Regions from separate parts of the Mus musculus genome. Here regions 1, 2 and 4 are each linked to region 3. A link is a contact called in public Hi-C, HiChIP or PLAC-seq and promoter capture Hi-C data. All regions are on one chromosome and are shown on one strand. The core of a region is the stretch at or near the end of the contact, and the rest is flanking DNA. Distances in the headings are between cores, read along the strand shown.

Evidence for each region. Promoter capture Hi-C pulls out the DNA fragments that hold promoters and counts their contacts. A called contact is a pair of places that touch in the nucleus more often than the background predicts. HiChIP or PLAC-seq counts read pairs in DNA pulled down with a chosen protein or histone mark.
Region 1: a promoter capture Hi-C map of pre-B cells shows a contact between it and region 3, with 2.6 times the contacts expected there. The contact joins the promoter of 1700055C04Rik here to the enhancer-like site in region 3. A contact is called at or near these places in 1 of 39 promoter capture datasets (pre-B cells) and 4 of 115 datasets of contacts at active chromatin or transcription factors (bone marrow-derived macrophages, embryonic forebrain, embryonic stem cells and 1 more).
Region 2: a Hi-C map of rod photoreceptor shows a contact between it and region 3, with 4 times the contacts expected there. The contact joins two enhancer-like sites. A contact is called at or near these places in 1 of 484 Hi-C or Micro-C datasets (rod photoreceptor) and 3 of 115 datasets of contacts at active chromatin or transcription factors (embryonic stem cells, pancreatic cancer cells and stem cell-derived neural progenitor cells).
Region 4: a contact with region 3 is called in an H3K4me3 HiChIP or PLAC-seq map of forebrain, with 5 times the contacts expected there. The contact joins two enhancer-like sites. A contact is called at or near these places in 1 of 15 datasets of contacts at CTCF or cohesin (pro-B cells), 4 of 484 Hi-C or Micro-C datasets (cerebral cortex, embryonic retina and embryonic stem cells) and 16 of 115 datasets of contacts at active chromatin or transcription factors (the HPC-7 cell line, the NIH/3T3 cell line, T-cell acute lymphoblastic leukemia and 11 more).

Annotation. Positions count from the first base shown.
Region 1 is chr9:64,040,024-64,042,723 of GRCm38.p6, forward strand. 1700055C04Rik (RIKEN cDNA 1700055C04 gene) reads right to left here and starts at 1,442. Exons shown (of 3, transcript NR_040726.1): 1 at 1,284-1,442.
Region 2 is chr9:62,362,475-62,365,174 of GRCm38.p6, forward strand. The region is part of intron 1 of Anp32a (acidic (leucine-rich) nuclear phosphoprotein 32 family, member A); the gene reads left to right. Among named protein-coding and RNA genes, the nearest start is that of Gm40522, 17 kb to the right of the region's middle. Within about 2 kb of position 1,332, at least 328 of the 459 cell types and tissues checked have an H3K27ac peak or open chromatin away from gene starts, as enhancers often do. A contact at or near this core is called in pancreatic cancer cells and rod photoreceptor, where this site is marked.
Region 3 is chr9:63,122,825-63,125,524 of GRCm38.p6, forward strand. No RefSeq gene overlaps it. Among named protein-coding and RNA genes, the nearest start is that of Gm25064, 9.1 kb to the right of the region's middle. Within about 2 kb of position 1,412, at least 216 of the 459 cell types and tissues checked have an H3K27ac peak or open chromatin away from gene starts, as enhancers often do. A contact at or near this core is called in bone marrow-derived macrophages, extraembryonic endoderm stem cells, pancreatic cancer cells and 2 more, where this site is marked.
Region 4 is chr9:63,861,447-63,864,146 of GRCm38.p6, forward strand. No RefSeq gene overlaps it. Among named protein-coding and RNA genes, the nearest start is that of Gm39359, 67 kb to the left of the region's middle. Within about 2 kb of position 1,310, at least 14 of the 459 cell types and tissues checked have an H3K27ac peak or open chromatin away from gene starts, as enhancers often do.

The DNA.
Region 1 (2,700 bases), core at 192-2,691, 920 kb after region 3:
GTGTGTGTGTGTGTGTGTGTGTGTGTGTGTGTGTGTGTGTGTATACTTCCATAGACTCCCTGCTGGATGTTGAGAGTTCTCTGCATCTTCTCCCAAGGTTCTCAGTTCTCTGTGGCACCCCCTCCCGACTCCACTCTCTCTGGCTGGGCTTCCTCCCTTTTCTTTTCTCACTAAAATGATATAACAGCATGGACTAGTGCCAGCCTGGGCTACTTCTTCACCAGGATGCAGCTCTCGGGTCTTCTCCAAAGCTGTAGCCAGCTCCCCACCTGGGCCTTCTGATTGAGCTATCCTCAGCCCTTCCCTGACCCTACTCATCAATGATCCTCCAGGAAAAGCCAGCAAGGGAAGGAGGGGAGAAAGAGAGAGAGAGACAGGAACAGGGACTGGAAGAGAGCTCTGTAGCCCTTTTGGTACCTAAAGTATCAGCCAACAGCAGCCAATGCAGCACACTGTGTGTTAGAAATGTACAGCCCATGCTCAGTGGAAGACAGTAAGTAACTGGGCACAGTATTGCTAGGAGCTGTGGGAAGAAGAGTTATTGAGGCCATGTCGAAAGATGTCTGTCCGTCCAGGCTTGGTCCTGGGCTAGAGCAGGTGGTAAAAAACCAGCTGTGGCAGGAGTGTGCAACCTCTCCCTAGGCCAGGCTCCAAACCTACAAATGTTTGGCCAAAGCAGGTTACACAAAAATCCAATTCTAGACTGAAAAGATGGTGAGGGAGACACCAGCTCTTGCCAGGAAGAGGCTCAGCCATTACCAAGGGCACAGACCCTACTGGAGAAATCTGTCCATTTCTTTATTTCTGCAAAGAGACACACAGTTTTCCCCTGTTCCTGATAACTCTGTCCTGGAGTGTCAGGATATGGAGGCTCCTTTGATCCTTCCCAGCTACCCTGCCTGCCTTGGCCTCTGCCTGTTGCCAGCCTGCTGGTGTTCAAAGCTTAATGCCCCTGCTTCCTTTTCTTTCACTGTGGTGACAAATTAAAAAGACAGTGTCTTTACTGCAATCCCAATCCATTTCCTCCCAGTTCTGAGAGTCTGAAATGCACGGGTATCCTTGGGCTCAAATCTAAGTGTAGCCAGAGCTGCCCACCTATTCTTTAACACTACATTGTATCTACTTATTTGGAGTAAGCCTTCCATGACATAACATGCATGTGTGTGTGTGTGGGGGGGGGGGGGTTGTCAAAGGACAACTTGCCAGAGCCAGTTGTCTCCTTTCCCCTTGTAGGTGTGGGGAACTGAACTGTGTTTGTCAGGCTTGGCTGCAAGTGCCCTCACCTGCCGAACTGTCTCAGCAGCCCAACTCTGGGCTTTTGAGGAAGCTTGAGGGGAGAAAGAATTCACCCACTTGCCCTGTCCAACTTCTAGCGGTGGCCTGCCTTGCCTGGCTCGTGTCTCCTCCACAGTGGCCGGTAGAATATCAGTCACACGCCTTCTGACTGTCCTTCTGACGGGGTTCTGACTGTTGCACCTAGGATGGCTCTTGTGACTTCAAGCCTCCCTATGATCCAGGACAATCTCTCTGTGACAGAGTCAGCTGATTAACAACCCAGATCCACCCTACCTTTATTCTCCCTGACTGTGTTACCTTACATATCCCCAGGTTTCAGGGACTCAGTCTTTGGGCCATCATTCAGCCAAACTCCCATCTCCTCCTCACCCCTAGGTCCTTGTGAATGATGTCCACGGGCACATTTATAGGGCATTTACTGTATGCCTTGCCAGAACCCCTCACCCAACTTCTCTCTAAAGTTCTCTAAACAACCATCCTGTCTGTGCATGCCTTGGGGGGAGCTTCCCATATTGAGATCTCATTTTATAAACTCAGAGGCTAAGTCGCTCCCCAAGGCTTCACAGAGAGCACGTGCTGGATATTGAGCTGGTCCTGGCAGTGTATGCCTGTCATCCCAGTTACTCAAGAGTCTGAGGCAAGAGGATAGCAAGTTCAAAGTCAGCCTGCCTAGAAAGTTTGGTGAGACTAGTTAATATTGATTATCAGCGTGACAGAATCTAGAGCAGCGGTCCTCAGCCTTCCTAATGCTGTATGACCCTTTCATACAGTTGCTCACGCTGTGGTGACCCCGAAGCATAAAGTTATTTTCACTGCTACTTCATAACTGTCATTTTGCGACTGCTATGAATTGTAATGTAATAATCTAATATGTGAACCCCACAGGTTGAGAACCCCTGCTCTAGAATCCTGTAGGAGTCAAACCTCTGGTTACACCTGGGAGGGAGTTTCTCGAGTGGGTTCACTGAGGTGGGAAGCCTCATACTAACCGTGAGCTGAACCATTCCATGTGCAGGAGTCCCTGAACTCAGTAGAAGGAAGTGTAGCTGAGCACATTCCACCTCTCTCTGCTTCCAGACTGTGGGTACCACGTGACCACCTGCCTCAGCGGCCAGGTCTTCTCTGCCATGATGGAGTGCACCCTCAGCACCTCCAGACCGAGCCGAAGCGAACCCTTCCCAAAGTAGCTCTTGTCAGACATTTGGTCTCAGCAACAAGAAAAGCAGCTAATACATGAGATTCAGTCCCCAAATAAGCACAAAGAAAGCTGGATGTAGTTCAGTGGCAGTCGGTCCACGGACGACCCTGGGGTCTTCAGCCAGCAGCGTTCAAAAGGGGGTGGGGGAGGGGCTGGATAGTAAATCTAAATTCAAATCCACCCAACTCAAAAGCCAGGGTCTCAAC
Region 2 (2,700 bases), core at 82-2,581, 760 kb before region 3:
AACATATCAACCACCGTAGGTTTTTATCAGGAATTACACTGTGGGTGAGTGAGGTGAGGTGTGGGGTCTTGTTAGTGGAGGTGGTTTCTGCCCGTTCCCCCTACCACAGTCGGGGCTTGGGTGCCATTGGGTGCTTGCTCTCTGAGATGACTGATGACACTCCCACATTTGGAACCTCACAACCTGGGCCGCTGGGGACTACTTTTATAATCGTGGTGTGCAGAAAGAGCCTAGCTGATCCGTTTCTCCGTTTTAGTTATTACCTAGAAAAATGAACAGTTTTGTAGTTTTGCACGCTGAAACCTGAGCTCTTCCACGTCTAAGGTCCCTGTGCCTCCTTTAGGGAGTCCTGGCTGAGGGGATGTTCATAGACATGGAATTTTAGGACCTCATCTCTTTATTCCAGCCCCACTGCCCAGTGTGTAGGCTGGAGGGAGGATGGGGCAGAAGCCCAGAGTGGGGAAGCAACTTCTACCAGGGCACACAGCAAATTCAGAGATACAGCAGGGACAGAAGCCAAGCATCTTGCAGTGTGTGGGTGCCTTTTGACTAACCGGCCCTTTTCGGCTATCTGGACTAGTGCTCTGCGGCTGACTATATGCCAGCCCCTACCGGAAGACAGGAAGGGAACTGTTAAGTGAATGGAGCCTGCTACGTTTGACCATCACCTCCGGCCTCCCAAGCTCTCTCTCCGCACTCCATCTCTCTTTCATCACCGTACTCTCCTCCTTGGACAGCCAGTCAGACCCCACAGCTGCTCTCTAGGCTGTTTCCAGCTTCTTTGGTAACTTTCTGTTACTTGAAAGTTGAGCGGGACCAGGGCAGGGCCAGGCAACCAGGGAAGGCTTGGTTGAGATGGGAGGCAGGAACGAGGCTTTAAATGGAGGGCTACTTGGGGCAGGAGTTCGCCTCAGCAGTTAACAGCGCTTGCTTGCTGCTCTTGTCGAAGACCCCGGTTTGGTTCCCAGAATCTACTTGTGGCTCACTGGCGTTTGTAACACCAGTTTCAAAATATCTGATAACTGTCCCCTGTGAGCATGCACACAGTACAAGGCATGCAGGCAAAGCACTCATAACACATTTTTTAAATCTTTTTTAAAAATTAAAGATAAGAGGAACGCAAAGGCTGGGGGCAGAAGCTAGGTATCCTTTTGAGCAAGCCTGGCCAGCACCGAGCCTTTCCAGTGAGTGGAAGCGTCCCTAGCACCGAATACTCCTGCAAGGAAAGCACAGGCGAAATCACCCGACCGCGCGGGGAAGAGTGGGGAGGAGCCAGGGACAAGAGCGAGTCGCAGGGCTGGCGGGCTGGTGCAGTCTCAGCCTGCCCTGCCAGCTGGACCTATGAGCCAGCCTGATCTTCCTCGGCCCGCCCTCCTGCCTCTAAGTAATGAGGATGGCATCACCGTTGCCCGCGCCACGTGCTCCCCCGCCGCCTGCCTGCAGAGCTGCTTTGTACGTAGCAGCAAAAATCCGAGGCCCGGAGAGGCTTTCAATTCTCGGGGAGGGTTTTGTTTGTTTTTAAAGCGAAGAAGGCTCTTGCCCCTGGCTAAGACTACGGAAGATCCTGAGAGGCGTTGAAACCCCCAAGCCCTGGCAGCCACAAGGCTGCAGGAACTTGGGAGGATGGTGGATGGGCCGTGGGTTCTCTTACTTTTGGGGATGGCGGTGGGGGGCAGATTCTGACCTAGGACAGGAGGCGTGTTGTGGCAGAAAAGAAAAATTAAAATTAATCACCCGGGCCAGAGTTCTCTGCCCAGCCGCCCATCTTCCGCCCCCCCCCCCCCCCCCCGTCCTCTGCCGAACATCAATCTCTCTGGCCCACTTCACCCCATACTGTGGGCCACATTTTAAAAATTGAAGTAATAAGAGGGCTGGAGAGATGGCTCAGCAGTTAAGAGCACTTGGGGCACGTGCAGAGGACTTGGATTCTGTTCTCTGGACTCAGATCCGGCCCCTCACAGCCCCCTGTAATTCCTCCAAGAGATTGCCCTCTGCAGGCTCCCCTACACAAGTGGCATTCTCTCACAGAGACACATAAATGAAACTTTTAAGTTTTTTTTTTTTAAATCTATAGATGGGATTCTATGTGTAGTGTTTATTTTCACCAAGTGTGCCTACAGGCAAACAGTTTGTGTGTGCTCTGAGTAAAGTAGGTTTTGTTTGTTTGCTTGCTTTTTGTTTTATTTGTATTAATGTGGCTGTGTAATTAATGCGTATGCATGTGCCTGGGGAGACTAGAGAGAGTGCAGAATCAATCCACTCCCCTCCCCAGCTGGAGCTACAGGCAATTGTGAGCCTCTGACCCTGGTGCTGGGTACCAAACTCAGTCAAGAGCTGCAAGTGGCTTGCCTGCTGAGCCATCTCTCCAGCTCCTAAAATGTATCCCTTTCAGTGGGTTATGATCAGAAAACACTGACCTCTGTTCAGTAAGATCTCGGTAACTTTCAAAACATCCAGCCTTTCCCCCCAGAGCTGTGTCCCTTCCCACACAGGTCGGTAAGTAGATTTTACCGTTAAAACAAACGCAAGTGTCCGTTTATTAGCTCTGCCTCAAACCTCAGTGACTCACACAGCGTGGCCTTCTAGCTAGGAATGGGATCTGCAGCAGGGGGTGGCCCATTTAAAAGCTGACCTAGTTAAAATCCAGGAGCACCAAAAAACACTGGGTCAATCTGATTTGAGTCTTCTGTTCGAAGCCTG
Region 3 (2,700 bases), core at 162-2,661:
GGGGGTGGGGTGGGGGTAAGGTTGAGACAGATTCTCTGTGTAGTCTTGGCTGTCCTGGAACTCATTCTGTAGACCAGGCTGGCTTCAAACTCACAGAGATCCACCTGCCAAGTGCTGGGATTAAAGGTGTGTGCTACCACTGCCCAGCTTCCAATTCTTTCTTAAAAACATTTTTTTTTAAATGTGAGTGGATGAGTGTTGTGCCCTTGAATCACGTGCATGCAGTTGCTTGGTGAGGCCAGAAAAGGATATAGGAACCCCTGGAGCTTAAATTTCGAGTTGCGAGTTGCCCGGTGGATGCTGGGAATCTAATTCAGGTCTTCTGCAAGAGCAGCCAGTTCTCTTAACTACAGAGCCACCTCTCCAGGTCCTGGTTCCCAATTCTTGAAGAAGGTGGGTTTTTTTTTTTTTGTTTGTTTGTTTCATTTGGGTTTGGGGAGATTTTTGTTAGTTTTCTGTCTTTTTGTCTGTTTGTTTGTTTGTTTGTTTGTTGTTTCTCTGTATAGCCCTGGCTGGCCTCAATCTCAGAGATCCACCTGCCTCTGCCTCCAGAGTGTTGGGATTATAGGCATGTGCCACCGTACTTGGCTTTTGTTTGGCTTTAAGTTTCTGTTATTTGAGGTTTTATTTGTGAGTGTGGTTTTTAGATTTTCATTTGTTCCTTTCCTGTTTTGTTATTTGTTTTGCATTTTTTTGTATCGTTTTTGCCAGCTGAAGTGAATGATTGCTTTCTGGTATTACAGATGTTAGTGTTGAAGAATTTGAACCACACACAGAAAATGAAACCTTTCCCCGAAAGGTTAATCCAATTGCCAGAGCTGGCTCTGAAGTCGAGCTCTCTGCTTTAAGTTTTTAAAATGTGTCTGGGGACAGAGGCACTTTCAAGCAAATGCCACCCTCCTCACAAGTAAATAAACTCCCCAGCTGTAGTTCTTTAAGAAAGCACACTTGGTGTGGGGCTGCTTGTCCAGAGGGGTCCCTTTCTCTTGCAGTGGCTGGTTGTTTGTTTTGTTGTCCTCCCCACTCCATAGTAGGAAACCTCCAATCCAGACGGTTCCAGCCCAAGAGCTGGGAGTTGGGCCGCGAAAACCCCAGTTTCAGTTCTGACACACCGTTCAGGCCGGCAAAGGCTAGCATCTTTCCTTCATGTTCCCTGGTCCCCATCTTTCTGCCGGCTGGTCCACTTATACGACGCTAGTGGTTCCGAAGCTCCTGCGCTCCCCCTACCCCCATTTCCCCTTGAATCGGGACCCTTCGAAGTCTGTTCCACCTAGATAGGCGAGGCCAGAGAAGGGGAGTTGTCACGACCGGCGCTAGCAGCAGAGACAGGAGGCTGGCCTCCGAAGGCTGTTCCCACCCACTCATGGGTCTCTGGAGAGCAGGGCTGGCGGTGTGCAGAGCAGCTGGAGGCTCCTGGAAGGCGTCGCACCCAGGGCGAGCTCGCTTGCAGGAGACCAATGCCAGCCACAACAGTGAGTGGCCTCCTGCGCGGAGCTGTCGCCCTCTAGTGGCAGCGTGAGAAAGGTACAGCTGTTCCCTGGGCCCCACCTCCCCTCGTCACTCTCTCAGACCAGAACTGGAACTTGCTAGAAAGGGAAGCCAGACACAAGTAAGTCAGGACTGGAACCTGGGACTCCAGGCAAATTCCCCATTCAACTGACATCTATAAGGACCTCTAGAAACTATAAGGAATAAGCGTCCCAGGCTTGAGATTTGACTCAGGCTATTGCAATAAGAACAGTTGTTAATGAGGAATGTTTAAAACAAAAGGGAAGAGGGCGGGAGTATTAGATAGATAGGCGGGTAAAGAGGTCACCAGAGAGCACCATAGGAAGGAAGGAAGGAAGTGAGGAGATGGCCTTTTCTCGGAACATGCATATCGTGTGGTCGATTCCTAGCTTTCTCCCGGAACCCAAATTTAGCAGTGAGAATGTTGTCAGCTCAGGCTGCATTTGCCAGCACTGTAAACAGCAACACGATATTGTCATTTGTGAGAGGAAGGAGGAGGCGCTGGGAAGATGGCTCAGGGGTTAAGAGCACTTACTGCTCTTCCAGATGAACTGGAGTTCAATTCCCAGAATCCAGCTCACCACTCCAGCCCCAAGAGATGGGTACTATGTGCCCGCCCGTCCGCGGGTGCACACTCACACACACACACACACACACACACACACACACACACACACACACCTACTTTTTAAAAAATGTTAAAGGAGAAGAAGAAAGGGATACTGGGTGGCCCCTACTATTAGGCAGAAGGGGGATTCCTAGGTCCAGACAACGGAAGTCAAGGCAGGAGCCAGACTGACATGCTGAGTCTAGGGCTGGGGCTGCACGAGGCATAGCTAGATTGCTGAAGGTGGAGACATAAAAGATTGTTCAGAGAGGGACGTCCCCTCGGATGCCCTCCCTCAGTCATTCAGCTGTTACATCTTTAATAATCTTCCCTACTGTTTTCCCACAACATGCCTGGTTATGGCACGGCCCTGTGACCAGTGACACAGCTTTCCCCTTCATCTCTGAAGACCCTCTTAAGAGATGTGCTTTCAAGCCCAGGCCACCCTGCTCTACCCAACTTCTGGCCTATGATCCTGCCAGTGAGGAGAGGTGAGCTTTCATGATCTCCTAACAAGGACTCCAAGTAGAACTGTTGTCTCTGGAAGTCCCAGAAGGGAGTTTGGGTGTGTAGCTCTGTCCATT
Region 4 (2,700 bases), core at 60-2,559, 740 kb after region 3:
ACAAGACAAAGTGGCAGAGGCTACAAAGCAAAGGGGTGCTCTGGGGAAATTGCTTGTTGCATAGTTCGGGGTAGGCCTGGGAAAATCCTAGAAGAAGGATCCAGGAAAGGTCCAGTCATGGGTGAAGGACCTCCCAGTGCCCACAGGAGCCTCCCAGACCCACAAGAGTGCTATGTAAACAGGTCACACGCTGCAGGTCAGAGCTCACACAGCACCAGGAGCCAAGTATCAGGAATGTCCCCAGTCAAGATAAAGGACAGAAAGATAGGCAGTGACAGCAGAAAGTCCATTTAAGGGTGTAAGAAAAACATCTGGAGCTTCGGACAGCCTGAGAAGAAGCGGGGCAGTGAAGGCAGAAGGGGCACTGTGTGCTCCGTGAAAGCATCCAGCACTAAGAGTGAGGACAAGACCAGCAGGGCCTAGAGGGAGGAATATGTCCGTTTTAGTTGCTGTAACAATATGCATCCAGACTAGGTGGTCTACAAAAAACAGAGGTACATTATGTACAGAAATCTGGAGGCTAAGAAGTCTAAGAGTGTGGTTCTGACATCTGGTGAAGGCCTACTGCTACATCATAACATGGAAGAGGCTATCCAACTTCATAACTAAGCCAGAGTGTGTATAACGTGGTAGAGGCTACCCCACTGTGTAATTAAGCCAGAGAGTATGTGTAACAAAGCCGTTCCTATAGTGACCCAGGAATCTCCTAATGAAGTGACCCTAACACAAAGGCATCCAGTGATCCAGTAATCCACCAATGGAGTAGCCATTCTCACTTTCTCTGAGCTGAGTGTCTTGCTTTTTCTTCTTCCTTCTCTTTTTATAAATTATGTATAAACACTTCCCTGTGTGCTGGTGAGTGCATGTGCATACATGCATACACGTGTGTGTGTGTGTGCGCGCGCGTGTGTGTGTGTGTGTGTGTGTGTGTGTGTGTGTGTGTGTGTGTACAAGTATCCTCAGAGACTAGAATCATTGGACTCCCTGGAGCTGGAATTACGGATGCTTGTGAGCCACTTAACACAGATGCTAGGAACTTAACCCTGGTCCTCTGCAAGAAGAGCACATGCTCTTTTTTAACCACCCTGCCATCTCGTCAGCCCTCTGCTGTCTCCTTGCTGCTGAAACAATCTTTTTTTGCTCAGCACTGCCACTACAGGACACTGCATGACCTGCGGGTTCTTTCCTCGAAGGTCTAGTTCTGCCTTGTTATCTGTTCCCTTGGCAACAGTCCTGCCCCCAGCTCTTGTGGTTCTATGCTTTAGACATAGAACTCAGATCCACAGTGCTGCTTTTTGGAAGTTTCTTGAGAAGTTTGTCCTCTTCCACCTCTGACTGCAGAACCGCACTGCCTCGTGGGTGGCTCTCCTTGCCTCCTCCAGCTCTGGTGCTCCCAGGGGATTTCTTGGCTTGTGGCAGCCTCATTTCAGCCCACTTCTGTTTTGCCATCTCACTCATTTTCAGTATCCCTGTCTTTCCTGTCTCTAAGGGCAGCACCGTTCTTGGATTCCGGGGGCCTCCCTCCCGCTCTGCTTACACCTCAATCCTTAGTTACGCCTGCTGCAATCCCGTTTCCAAGTGTGGTGCTCAGTCTTGATTGTCAACTCCATGTGATTTAGAATCACTATGGGGACATCCCTGGGCACGTCTGTGAAGAGTCACCTACATTAGGTTCAACTGTGGTGAGAAGAAGAGCCACCCTAAATGTGGACAGAACCCTCCCACAGGCTGCAGGTCCGGACGGAGTGAAAGGAAGCGCTAGCACTTGTCTTCTTGCTTCCTGACGACAAACAGGATGCCCAGCAACAGCACCTCCCACAGCCTCTGGCTTCTCCATCACAGGGGACTGTGTCTTTTAAACTAGGAGCTAAAGTAGACCTCCCCTCCCTTAAGTTGCCTCTTGTTGGGTTATTTTTGTCATGGCATTGAAAGAAGTTTAACTAAATCATTAATGTGATCTCATTCAGAGGACCCTGGGGCAGGGGTGGGGGTGGCACCATGCCACCCGCTACAAGTGGCAAACTGGACAGCAGGACCTGTCCCCAGGAAACTCATGACACCACAATAGAATGCAGAATACAGGTCGATGGATGTCCCATTTACACATCAGGGTGTCTCCCCAGCCAGCTGGTATTGCTGCAGCCACCCAACACTGCAGTCCTAAGGCCTCTGGGCTCCTAGAGGTCAGTGCTCACCGGCAAATCCTAAGACTACCTTACGACAGCCCCTGTCTCCCTGCCATGGTGCTGGCAAGGGCCCTTTGCTGGAAGGTACACTGTAAATAAAGCCATTTCCATCTGAGGGCTGGTGGCAGAAGGGATGAGCAGGAGAAGGATTGAACGAATAAAGGCAAAGATCTTTACCACCCACAGAACAATACGCAAAACCCAGGACATTCATCCGGACCATCCATAAATAACCCAGACCACAAAAATAATGCATGAGACAGCTTGTGTAATGGTAGCGTGTGAAAGACTGGGGAACTTTCTAGAATTAATTTTCTTCATTTTGGTTTATTAAAATTGCGCTCATCTATCTCCCCTGCTAAATATTTTATTTTTTCCGTATTAATGGCTGCAATTTCAGCCTGTGCCTGTTTCTGTCATTAACACTGTACAAACTTAATATCATTAGTAGTTTTTCCCTTAATTATGTGACTAGAAAAGAAAAACATCAAAGTTTCCGTGAAATTGGAATAGT